Regions from separate parts of the Zea mays genome. Here region 1 is linked to region 2. A link is a contact called in public Hi-C data. All regions are on one chromosome and are shown on one strand. The core of a region is the stretch at or near the end of the contact, and the rest is flanking DNA. Distances in the headings are between cores, read along the strand shown. Region 1 holds the start of LOC118473400 (LOB domain-containing protein 13-like). Region 2 holds the start of LOC103640318 (putative GTP diphosphokinase RSH1, chloroplastic).

Region 1 (5,465 bases), core at 2,271-4,770, 160 kb before region 2:
TGACACTAGTAAATTTATTCCTCTTGTTGTATTGATTAAATTTACTTAGTATTGTTGTTTTTAGTCACAACCGTCTATTCACCCCCCCTCTAGCCGGTGTCCTAGATCCTACACTCGTCCTCTCCCCACGCCATGGTCGGAGCGTTGCGGGGGAGGAAGGCGTCGATGTCGGGAGGGTGGGCGGGGATTGCGGCGAGCGGGGGGAGGGGATTGCGGCGCGCGGGCGGGCGGGCTGACGGGCGTTGGGAGGCGGGGGTAGTCTACATTAGAGTCTTAATAGTTAGTAGAGATAAGCAGAGCAACAGACCAGCAGTGGTGGGCCTTCGTTCTCTTCTCACCCCCTTGCATGCTGAGCTAGCTGAGACGATATATGACTTCCAACTCATCAACAATAACCCATGATTATTAGTAGTACGTGTTATGAGCATGGATCTATAGTCGTTTCTCTATGTCGTTCCACTATAGCGTTATATTACAGAAATTTGATTTAGACGGAACTAAAAGCCACCTACACAGTTAGTTTGAGAATGAACAAACGGTGATCGTCCCTAGCATGCGCGTGGTCTATTTCTAGAGAATTCCGTTACTTGGCTAGCTAGCAGGGGGATTAATTATTGTCATATTCTCTCGTAGAACTGCATATGCAAGCATGGGAGTTCAAAACATATACACTATAAAACACGAGATATGTTAATACTACGACGACACGGGAAGTTTGTTTGTTTTCGCAAGCTAACAGGCGACGAGATGTGCTTGCATTGCCGCATGCAACTAGCTAGCACAACAAGGCTCCAAAGGAAATGCCTTCACGTGGAGAGATAGAGATAGATAGATAGATAGATAGATAGAGAGAGAGAGAGAGAGAGAGATTTTGTCTCCTACCGTCCTACGTACGTACCTGGCCCTCTCGTACGTGTTGGCGCCGGCCCACACGTGCCGATCTCCACTTCTAGTAATGGCTGCCATTTAAAAAATGTACTACTATTAGTGCTCATTGTTTGAATGAGTTAGCGCTTGCTTGCTGTGTGTTGCGATGCGCATGCTCTCAACGTACGAGCTGTTAGCTAATTAGATAGTCAATTTTAGCTATTTTAGATTAGTAAGTTTTAGTCTTGGCTAACAACGTAACTAACCTTAATTAGCTTATCCACGATATATATGGGTTTAAAGAAGATTCGATTCCTGATTTGACTGCTGCATGCTGCGCTTGTCGCGCATAAGTGGATAACGAGGAGAGATGCGTCCTAGCTACTAGCTAGCTGGAGATTAGCGTATGTAGAGGGGAGATAGAAAGAAGACGAGAGAATGTGATGACTCTTTCCGTGTCTCTGTCTCCTCCGCACACAGCATACAATACAAGTTTTCACATCCATCAACGTGAGATGACCCCTTTTTTTTTTTGCCCAATCGATCTGTCAGTGGTGCATGCTAGCAACATTCCACAGTCCCATAGTAGTTTATTAATTTGGACAGACGTCATTCCCCCTCTTGCTACTGCAGCGAATATGTTGCTGAGCACTACAGTAAACGGAGAAACGTCCGACGGCCCCCTTACCTCCGACGGCCTCCTACAGGACCGTCGGACATAAGGTTAGGTCCGACGGCCGCAACCGGCTCTCGGAAATAGCCCTCATGTCCGACGGCCTGCGCTTATGTCCGACGGCCCTATAGGAGGCCGTCGGACATAACCTTATGTCCGACGGCCCTATACCTAGCCGTCGGACATAAGCCTTTTTAACGCGCGGGTCCGACCCGCGCGGCTTTCATTTCACCGCGTCGGTTTCAGCCGCCACCGTCCGCTCGGTCGCCGCCACGCCGTCGCCGCCCGTGCTCCGCCGCCCGCCACGCCGTCGCCACGCCACGCCGTCGTCGTCGCCGCCCGTGCTCCCACCGCCGCCGCCCGTGCTCCGGCCACCGTCCCGAGCTCCGCCCCGTGCTCCGGCCGCCGCCGCCGTCGCCCCGTTCGTCGGTCGCCGCCGCCCCGTGCTCCGGCCAACGGCCACGTGCGCCCGTCGCCGGCCGGCTCTCCACGCCCGCTAAGCTAAGTGAGTATCCTTAATTAGCAATTTTGTTTATTAAAATTGTATGCTTGCATTAATTTATGTGATTAAAATAGTATGCTTGTATTAATGTATTTGATTAGAATTGTATGTATTAATGCATTTAATTGTTTAGTTTGTTATGTCCGACGGTCAAAATTTGATTAGGTAATTAAAGTAGCTTGTTTTAGTTTATTTAGTGGTACTTTAGATAATTTAAATTTTTAATTTCCGAGGGTAATTATTATGCCCTCGGAAATAAGGTCATTTTATATGATTTGTCATCTATAACAATATTATTTCGTATGTAATATTGTATTGTGGTTTATTAGTTTAATTATTTAATAATGCACGATGATTATAGTTAATCATAGTGTATCGTAGTGTGAACAAACGAAACCTAGGCGTCACCCGTTTCGGCCCAACACACCTTACAAGCGATGCATGTGAGGTATGTTGGGCCGGAATTGTCCCTTTATTGGACAGCCTCGGGGTGACCGACAGAGTCCGTGTTTATGACAAAAGCATGTGCTCCTGCTTAGTTTCGGCAGCATAACCTCTCTGTTCTCCAATTGCACCATTTTTAGGCGTGCGATTGGAGAACAACGGGGTTATGCTGCCGAAATTTCGCACGACCACATGTCTTGTCATAAACACGGTCTCGTCGGTCACTCCTGGGTGGGTTTAGGAAGTCAAATCCGGCCGTACGCCCACGGATGTGGAGGTGTATATGCAAGGGCATAGGGGTTCTGATCCTCAGAATCCTGATGTGTTATGCACTCAGACGGCCACCGACCGTCTAGTGAGTTGATATTGTTACTCTATTATGTGTGTTGATATTGTTTGCAAGGGCATAGGGGTTATGCACTTATATTTGATATTGTTTGCCTCCAGGCTTCGTATGGGCAGGAGATGGTTCAACGCCATGGGGAGGAGTACGATTGGAGGAGCCAGCCAATCGACCCTCAGGCAGCCTATGCTAGCGCAGGAGGACAAGCCCATGGACGGTGAGATTATTTGATTTGGTTTTCAAAATTGTCATCATATGCTTGCGATTCAACTGAGCCATGAGTTACTATACTAAGTGCATGGTTCACTCTTGTAGGTTGGGTATTTTTGATTCTACGATTGATTCCAGAGAGCTGAGACGCCGTGGACGACAATCCACATCGTCGTCTTCACAGTCGTCCCGTTCACGATCAGCAGCCCATGAGATAGAGCTTGCAGTGTTGCGTCAACAGGCAGAGTACCATCAATCAGTCTTGAGGGAACAATTGGAGTACCAGAGGCAACAATCTGAATACCAGAGACAACAAGCCGAGTACCAGAAGAAGAGGGACGAGTATTATGCAAGCCTCCAGGCCCAAAATCAAGCTCTTCTCTCGGTAAGTTGAAGTAACATTTTGTAGCTTATTTTGCAAAACACTTGATGTGTATCTTGTTTGTTCAACAATGACTTGTATATAATTTGTAGCAACTAGCCCAACAAGCGGGCGTCCCGATGCCGACATATGGGATGCCGCCTCCGGACTTTGCACTGCCAATGCCAATGTTGGCGCCTCCACCTCCGCCTCCGCCTCCGTCACAATTCCCTATGGTATGTACACATATGCGTGTGTGACATGTTCATAAATGTCTTATGTGTTTAAATGAACAACTGAGTGGTTACTATTTCATGTGCTTGTGTTATAGGGATTTCAGACACCACCCGCTTCAGTTGCCGCACCTGGAGATGGGTCTGGTCAGGACGACACAACAAATTCGTGGGTGAACACCATTTTCAACACGCAGAGTCCAGCCGGAGGAGGTGGCTACTCGAACCATCCAGACGATGGATATGATTGATGTGTCGTGATGTTTTTTTATGAAACACTTTGCAACACTTGTTTGTGAGACACAATTTCAGTTTGCAACAACCGTCGAACCTATATGTTGATGTTAAATTTGTGAATGTTAATATTTATGTGAGACTATTTGTGATTGTGAATACTTATTAGAATGTGTGTATTTGTGATTGTGAATGTGAATTTGTATATGTGCATGAATCTGTTTTTGTTTTGTAAATGTCAGATTTTTTAAAAAACAGAATTTTGTGTAAATTCTGTAATTTGTTATGTCCGACGGCTTAATGGTAGCCGTCGGACATAACTCTTTTGTTATTTCCGACGGCATTAACTACCGTCGGACATAAGCAATGCTTATCTCCGACGGCCTAGCGGGAGCCGTCGGACTTAATTCAGTGGGACCCACATCCCGACCGGTAAAACGGTTGGGATTTGTTATCTCCGACGGGCATAGGCAGCCGTCGGAGATAACTTATGTCCGACGGCTGCCGTCGGACATAGCACTATTTCCGACGAGTTATCTCCGACGGCTTAAAGCCGTCGGAGATAAGGCTTGACCGTCGGAAATAATCTATTTCCGACGGTTTATTCCTTATGTCCGACGGCTTTGGCCGTCGGACGTTTCTGCGTTTACTGTAGTGGAGATGTACATGCGCTTTTGCCCCTACACTCTAACAAGCTCTGTTAGTAGCTAGGCTAGCTACCTCTCGATTGTAAACCTCGTAGTCGTCTCATGACGTACTCCAATGCAAATTGGAGCTGCTAGTACATGCATATACTATGCTAATCAAGTTCGTTTTAAGGGTAATCTCAACCTAAACCTCTAAGTTAAAGAAAAGTGAAGAGAAATAGTAGAAATATATCCTTTCTCGTATCAGAAACACTCTCATATCAAATAGTAGGCATGTAACTAAAATGGTGCTATATCAACACGTGAACGCCACTATTATGGTATATATGACCACGGCCGGTCCTGATTTCTTCTGAGTTTGTGACGACCCTGCTCGTCAATTAAGCTCCTGTTGCTGACGACGATGCTCCTATCTGTCGAGCCACCGGTTCTCCTCAACATGCTGCAGCAGCCGTCAATGATTCATCCGCGTTCGTGCATGCATGGTGTGTCCCCAGACAATAATAAGAAAGCTAGGGCATTGAATGTGCGTTAATTTGTAATACTCTGCAATCTCGCTTTTGCATTTTACGTCGTCCGGCCGGCATGGTAATTGAGGAATATGAAAAGGGTATGGAATAGATTCCTACGGATTTGAACGAGGAAGCAATCACATCAACAGTAGTACAGGTAGCTACAATAATCACTCATGGAGCTTACCCAAAGATATGATGTCAGAAATACTACAGTATAAAGAAAGGCTAGACTTCAGAATCATTCTACTCATAAGCAACTTCAGTTAGACTTGATTAAACATATTTGGCATAAGTTTGGGAATTCCAATTAGGTACTTAAATAATTTGTTAGACAAACTCTTGTATGAATGATTTCATAGTGGTCTGTACAAATTTATATTATATATATGTAGCCATAATTAAGTGTTCATTTGTTTAACTAAAAACTCATTATTTA
Region 2 (5,234 bases), core at 2,720-5,219:
CAAAGTGGGGTCGCTTGGTGGATCGAAGCTGAATCTAAAAGGCACAGGGTGGAAAACGGACGGTACCTCTTGATCGATGGACGGTGACGAAGTCGCGTCGGGGACAGACTGCACCGTTATCTCAGGTACGAGGCTAACGCCCAACAAGCCCTTCGCGAGTGTGCTGGCGTCATCTGTCCGCTTGGGGTTGGCACGTTGCGGGGAAACAACATCTGTTGTTGTCTCAGGCGCAAGGACAACGCCCGACATGTCCCCCGCTGGGGTGTCGGTGTCGTCGACTCGCTCGACAGCCGACGAGGTGCCGCCTCCTGCCTGGCCACGGTTGCCCCGTCTCCTTCTCCTGTGGCGAGGAGGGTGTCGAGGCAAACCCGGATGCTGCTCTTCCGCCATGGGGGGAAGACGTCGCCGAGTTCGCCGCCGCCGGGCGAGCTGACGGTCGTCGTTGCCACTGTCGCACTGCGGGGGGAGGAGTACCATGTCGTAGCTGTCGTCGAGGGACATGAACTCGAGACTCCCGAAGCGGAGCAGTGTCCCGGGCTGAAGAGGTTGTTGAAGACTACCCATCTGAAACTCAACGGGAAGTTGTTCGTTAACACGCAGCAGGCCCCTACCTGGCGTGCCAACTGTCGGCGTTTCGACCCCGGGGGGTCCCTGGACCGACGAGTAAATTCGTCGCTGCGTGTCCCAGCCCAGATGGGTTGGCGCGAGATGGAACACAAGGGAAAACGCGGCTCGTATTATCCCGCGCTAGGGGTGGTGTGCTCGTAGTAGGGGTTACAAGCTTTCGCGAGAGAGAGAGAGTGAGCCTGTTCGTCAGCTCGTTCTCCCGCGCGACCCCCCGCATGAAGGCCATAGACCTTCCTTTTATAGATGCAAGGAGAGGGTCCAGGTGTACAATGGGGGGTGTAGCTAGGCGCTAACGTGTCCGGGAGAGAGGTGCCGGAGCCCTGTGTACATGCCAACGTGGCTGTCGGAGAAGTGCTTGAGCCCTGCGTAGGCGATAACGTGGCCGTCGGAGAAGTGCTTGAGCCCTGTAGAATACAACTGTTGGTGCTGCTGGGATCTTGCTGACGTTTCCCTACTTCCGTAGGGGGCTGAGAACCGCCGTCATCATGGACGCACGCAGGGAACCATCATTACTTGTTACTGGGGCGAGCCAGATGGGACGCCGGTCTTGTTCCCCCGTAGCCTGAGCTAGCTAGGGGTAGGGTAATGATGTATCCCCCGCGGCGCGGTCGGTCCAAGCCCTAGGTCGGGCGAGGCGGAGACTCCTCCTGAGGCCGAGGCCGAGGTCGGGCGAGGACGCGATTCCTCCCGAGGCCGAGGTTGAGGCCGAGCCCTGGGGTCGGGCGAGGCGGAGATCACCTTCCGAGGCCGAGGTTGAGGCCGAGCCCTGGGGTCGGGCGAGGTAGAGACCTCCTTTCGAGGCCGAGGCCTAAGGTCGGGCGAGACAGAGCTTCCTGTTGCGCCTGAGGCTAAACTTGGCTGTTGTCAGCCTCACCCTGGTGGGTGGCGCAGCAGTCGGAGCGGAGCGAGCGGCGCTGTTTTCCTGTCAGGTCGGTCAGCGAAAGGGTGAAGTGACTAAACCCTGCCGACTGGGGCACATGTGTCAGGATAAGGTGTCAGGCGATCCTCGCATTGAATGCGCCTGCGATACGGTCGGTTGGAGAGGCGATTTGGCCAAGGTTGCTTCTCGACGAAGCCTGCTCGAGTTGGGCCTCGGGCGTACCGAGGGTGCGCCCACTGCCTGAGGAGGCCCTCGGGCGAGACGTAACTTCGTCCGGGGCTACAGTTCCCGCCCGAGGCTGGGCTCGGGCGAGGCGAGATCGCGCCCCTTGGGTAGACGAAGCCTTGACCTGAACCACACCCATCAGTCTTTGTGGTTTGTGCTGATGGTGGTTACCAGTCGTGTTTAGGAGTGTTGGGGGTACCCCTAATTACGGTACCCAACAATAGTCAATAGATACACGACACACATGACATAATGTGTTGTCTCTTGAGAGTTCGAACCTGTCTAAATCTTCGACCCTCCTATGCATTTATCTTCAGTTCTCGATCTCGTGATTCACCCCATAAATTCAATGGTGAAGAATCCTTGACATACCTTTTTCACTTAAATAAACACTTACAAACACTTTTCTCGACATCGTGGCAACTACTTACCCTTTTGTTGTTCAAATATCTTTGAACAACTTGTGTGAAAAAAGGTTTTTAACAACACTTTTATGTTGCTTTTTGTATTTTTTTATAATAACTTGATCGACTAAGTTCGTATAGGAACTTATCAAAACACGACCAATATAGAAGATTTTTTTGCAGATTTCTTTTCAAATACTCTCCATCCCAAAATATAATTTATTTTAGACCAAACATACATTCATTAATTAACTTATAAATGTATTTTGTATATATGCCTATATTTATTATCATACATTCAAATGTGAACAGAAAAAAGAGGGTTGGAAAGAGCTATATTTTAGAACGAATGGAGTAATATTTTGTAGTAACTTATTATAGTAATATACTTATATGATCGTGGAAAAGAGAAAAAGGAAATAAAATAAAATTTTAAAAAAGGTGTGGTACTTACAATTCGTATGTCAGACGTGGCCACGTGTTGATGTGCTACCGCATGACAACCAAATGTCGCGGATTGCACCATATAGGCCAGGGATCTTATACATCCAAATTATACGATAAATGTACTATTTTAGTATATATAATTTAGTGCTAATATCTAATTATGTTGTTGAGCATATTTTTAAAAACAAGAATATTTTTTGTATATTTTTTGCATTATTTGCTCCCTACAATGAAAAATGTGAAAAATCATCCGAATTTGTATTTGTATCTAAATTTTATATTCATCATTTGAGAAGATATATAACAATTTTAGGATTTACTTTTTTATGAATCTTAACAAGCTCAATGCTAAACCAAGAATACATAGTAGATTTATATCCTACTTAATCATAATGAAAAAAGAAAACATAAAATTTAACATTTGAATAAGTATCTGGATCTATAGTCTAGACAAGGAGAATCGGACAGGATGGTTCAGCTAAGCCTCCCCATTATTTAGATTACTAAGTTTCTTTATCCTCTTTTCAACGCAATAGCCTTTTCTTTATGTGTTTCATTAGATGACGACAGCCAAAAAATAATCTATGCTAGCACGCGCATGTGATTGCTGCGGTATATGAAATGGCCATGTAATCATGGGAATTTTTTCCTCCTAGCTCAAAAAGTAAGCGGGGAATGGACAAAAAGGATGGAATTGAATAAGACATGCATGCATCTCATCCCCAAAGAAAAAAAAAGATTCTCTCGATCATTACAACTAATATATTAAATAAAAACTAGTCAATTGCTCATACATTGCTATGCTTTCTATATGTTGTATGCTTGATTTTAATAAAAAAAATATATGTTTTGTTGGTTAGATAGATGTGAATGTGGAACTAACAACTAAGGTTTAAATCTCCACTTATATATAATTTTACTTTATTTTTATATAACCGTTAAACTCATAGACGTGTGCATTAAAGTTGATGTTTGGACCGCAAGTTTATAGACTTTTTTCTAAAAGGGGCGACATGTAACCCGAAAAAACTGGTGTTTTATAGTAGTAGAGAAATATATTGTAAAAAAATGGCGATTTAAAACCTGCTTTTAGGTCCCATTTGGATCCTGGCGGATTTAAAAAAATCTGTATTCAAAATCTGATGTATTTATTGGATCCTGTATCTGTATTTAAAATCTGATAATGCTAGTATGTTTGGATGAGATCTAGGATTCCGATATAATTTTTGTCCAGATTTTTAAAATCTAATTTTCTAACCACAGTACCTTACCTTATCTGCGTGACCAAATTTATGAATAAAATTGCATAACGCTCACAAGTAAAGGCATGCGCCGCGGTGCTGCAGAGGCCCTTGACTTGCGGGCTTTCGGCGCAGCTCAGCTGCGATACAAGTGGAGCACGGCAGTAGAATCAAGTGACCAACGCCATCCTGGCCAGGAAACCAGACAAAAATCACAGAAATTGCACGGCGAGACGAAAATACAACGGCGAGCTGCTGCGGAGTCCAGAGACCAGCACAGAGCATCCAGCGAAGACGGCAGGAGGGTCAGGCAGTCACGCACCCGCACCGCACCCCTCCTGTTCCATTTCACCACGGCCGCGGCCTTTGTGTGGCCTCCGTCTCGTGTTATCCCTTCTTCGAGTTCTTCCGCCTCCCCGCCCCTCCCTTCATTCCTTCCTTCCTCCCTCCCCCCTCGGCAAAGCCCGCCCTCTCTCCCGGTCTCGACGCGACTCGCCGCTCCCTGCAGCTGCGCGCTCGATTCGCGTCCACTGGAGACGGCGGCGACCGCACGAGGGCCTCAGCGCCGCCGATGAGATTGCGCCGCCCCGCGCCATGCAGACCCCGCCGCCCACCGTGCCCGGTAACAGATACCGTTCCCTTCGCCGCTGTGGCTTCACAATTCTGCCCCGCTTTATGATTCCTTCCGCTGCCTAGGGTTGTTGATTGCCGCCTCATCAGGGTCTGATGCTTTTGTGGTGCCCGCGTGCAGTAGAGTGCGTGAGCTCGTGCAGGTCCGCCTCGTGGAAGGGGGGTGGAAGGCCCTACGAATGCAGCGTACTCTTGTGCGCGTGGAACGCGCCGCGCGCGCTCACGGGCGCGCTCGCCAGCACCGCGCAGTGCTCCTCGTGCGGCCACGCCGAGGCCGGAAGCAGCTGGAGGAGGCGCGGGCGGTCAAGTCGGAGTAACAACTCGGTGCGTTGCCACTGCTCTCTTGCTGTTTCTGTTATTCAAGCCATAATATCGATATGCTTTTGGTGTTTCGCTTACTTAATCCAGCTGAGTTGAAGTAGCAGTAGTATCATTCTGGTAGCAAACAATGCATTATCACTTATCAGACTTCAAATCAATCCATCTAGCCTCTAGCCTAGGTCATGCAGTATAATAATTTAAAGTGTGTTCTCCGTGCATTTTTATTTCATCGTGCGATTATTTGGTAAGCTGTTTTACCATCCAATTCTATGCATATTTTTTCTTTAAAAATAAGTTATGCATTTATTTGGTTAGCTGGCATGATCAGCTTTGCATTTTCCATTATTAGGTTCTGTTAAATGTATTTGGAGAATAACTCATAGTAATATAGGGTCTGATATGATGTTCTCTTGGTTTTGGTAAGCAGTGTCGATGCTGGTAGAATATATCTTGAGTTAG

What was found. A called contact is a pair of places that touch in the nucleus more often than the background predicts.
Region 1: a Hi-C map of tassel shows a contact between it and region 2, with 2.2 times the contacts expected there. The contact joins the promoter of LOC118473400 here to the promoter of LOC103640318 in region 2. A contact is called at or near these places in 2 of 25 Hi-C or Micro-C datasets (ear and tassel).

What each region holds. Positions count from the first base shown.
Region 1 is chr9:136,629,183-136,634,647 of Zm-B73-REFERENCE-NAM-5.0, reverse strand. It overlaps LOC118473400 (LOB domain-containing protein 13-like), which reads left to right and starts at 3,520. Exons shown (of 2, transcript XM_035962688.1): 1 at 3,520-3,636; 2 at 3,732-4,006. The coding sequence starts at 3,541. The coding sequence ends at 3,884.
Region 2 is chr9:136,469,872-136,475,105 of Zm-B73-REFERENCE-NAM-5.0, reverse strand. LOC103640318 (putative GTP diphosphokinase RSH1, chloroplastic) reads left to right here and starts at 3,969. Exons shown (of 24, transcript XM_020543940.3): 1 at 3,969-4,446; 2 at 4,576-4,778. The coding sequence starts at 4,419.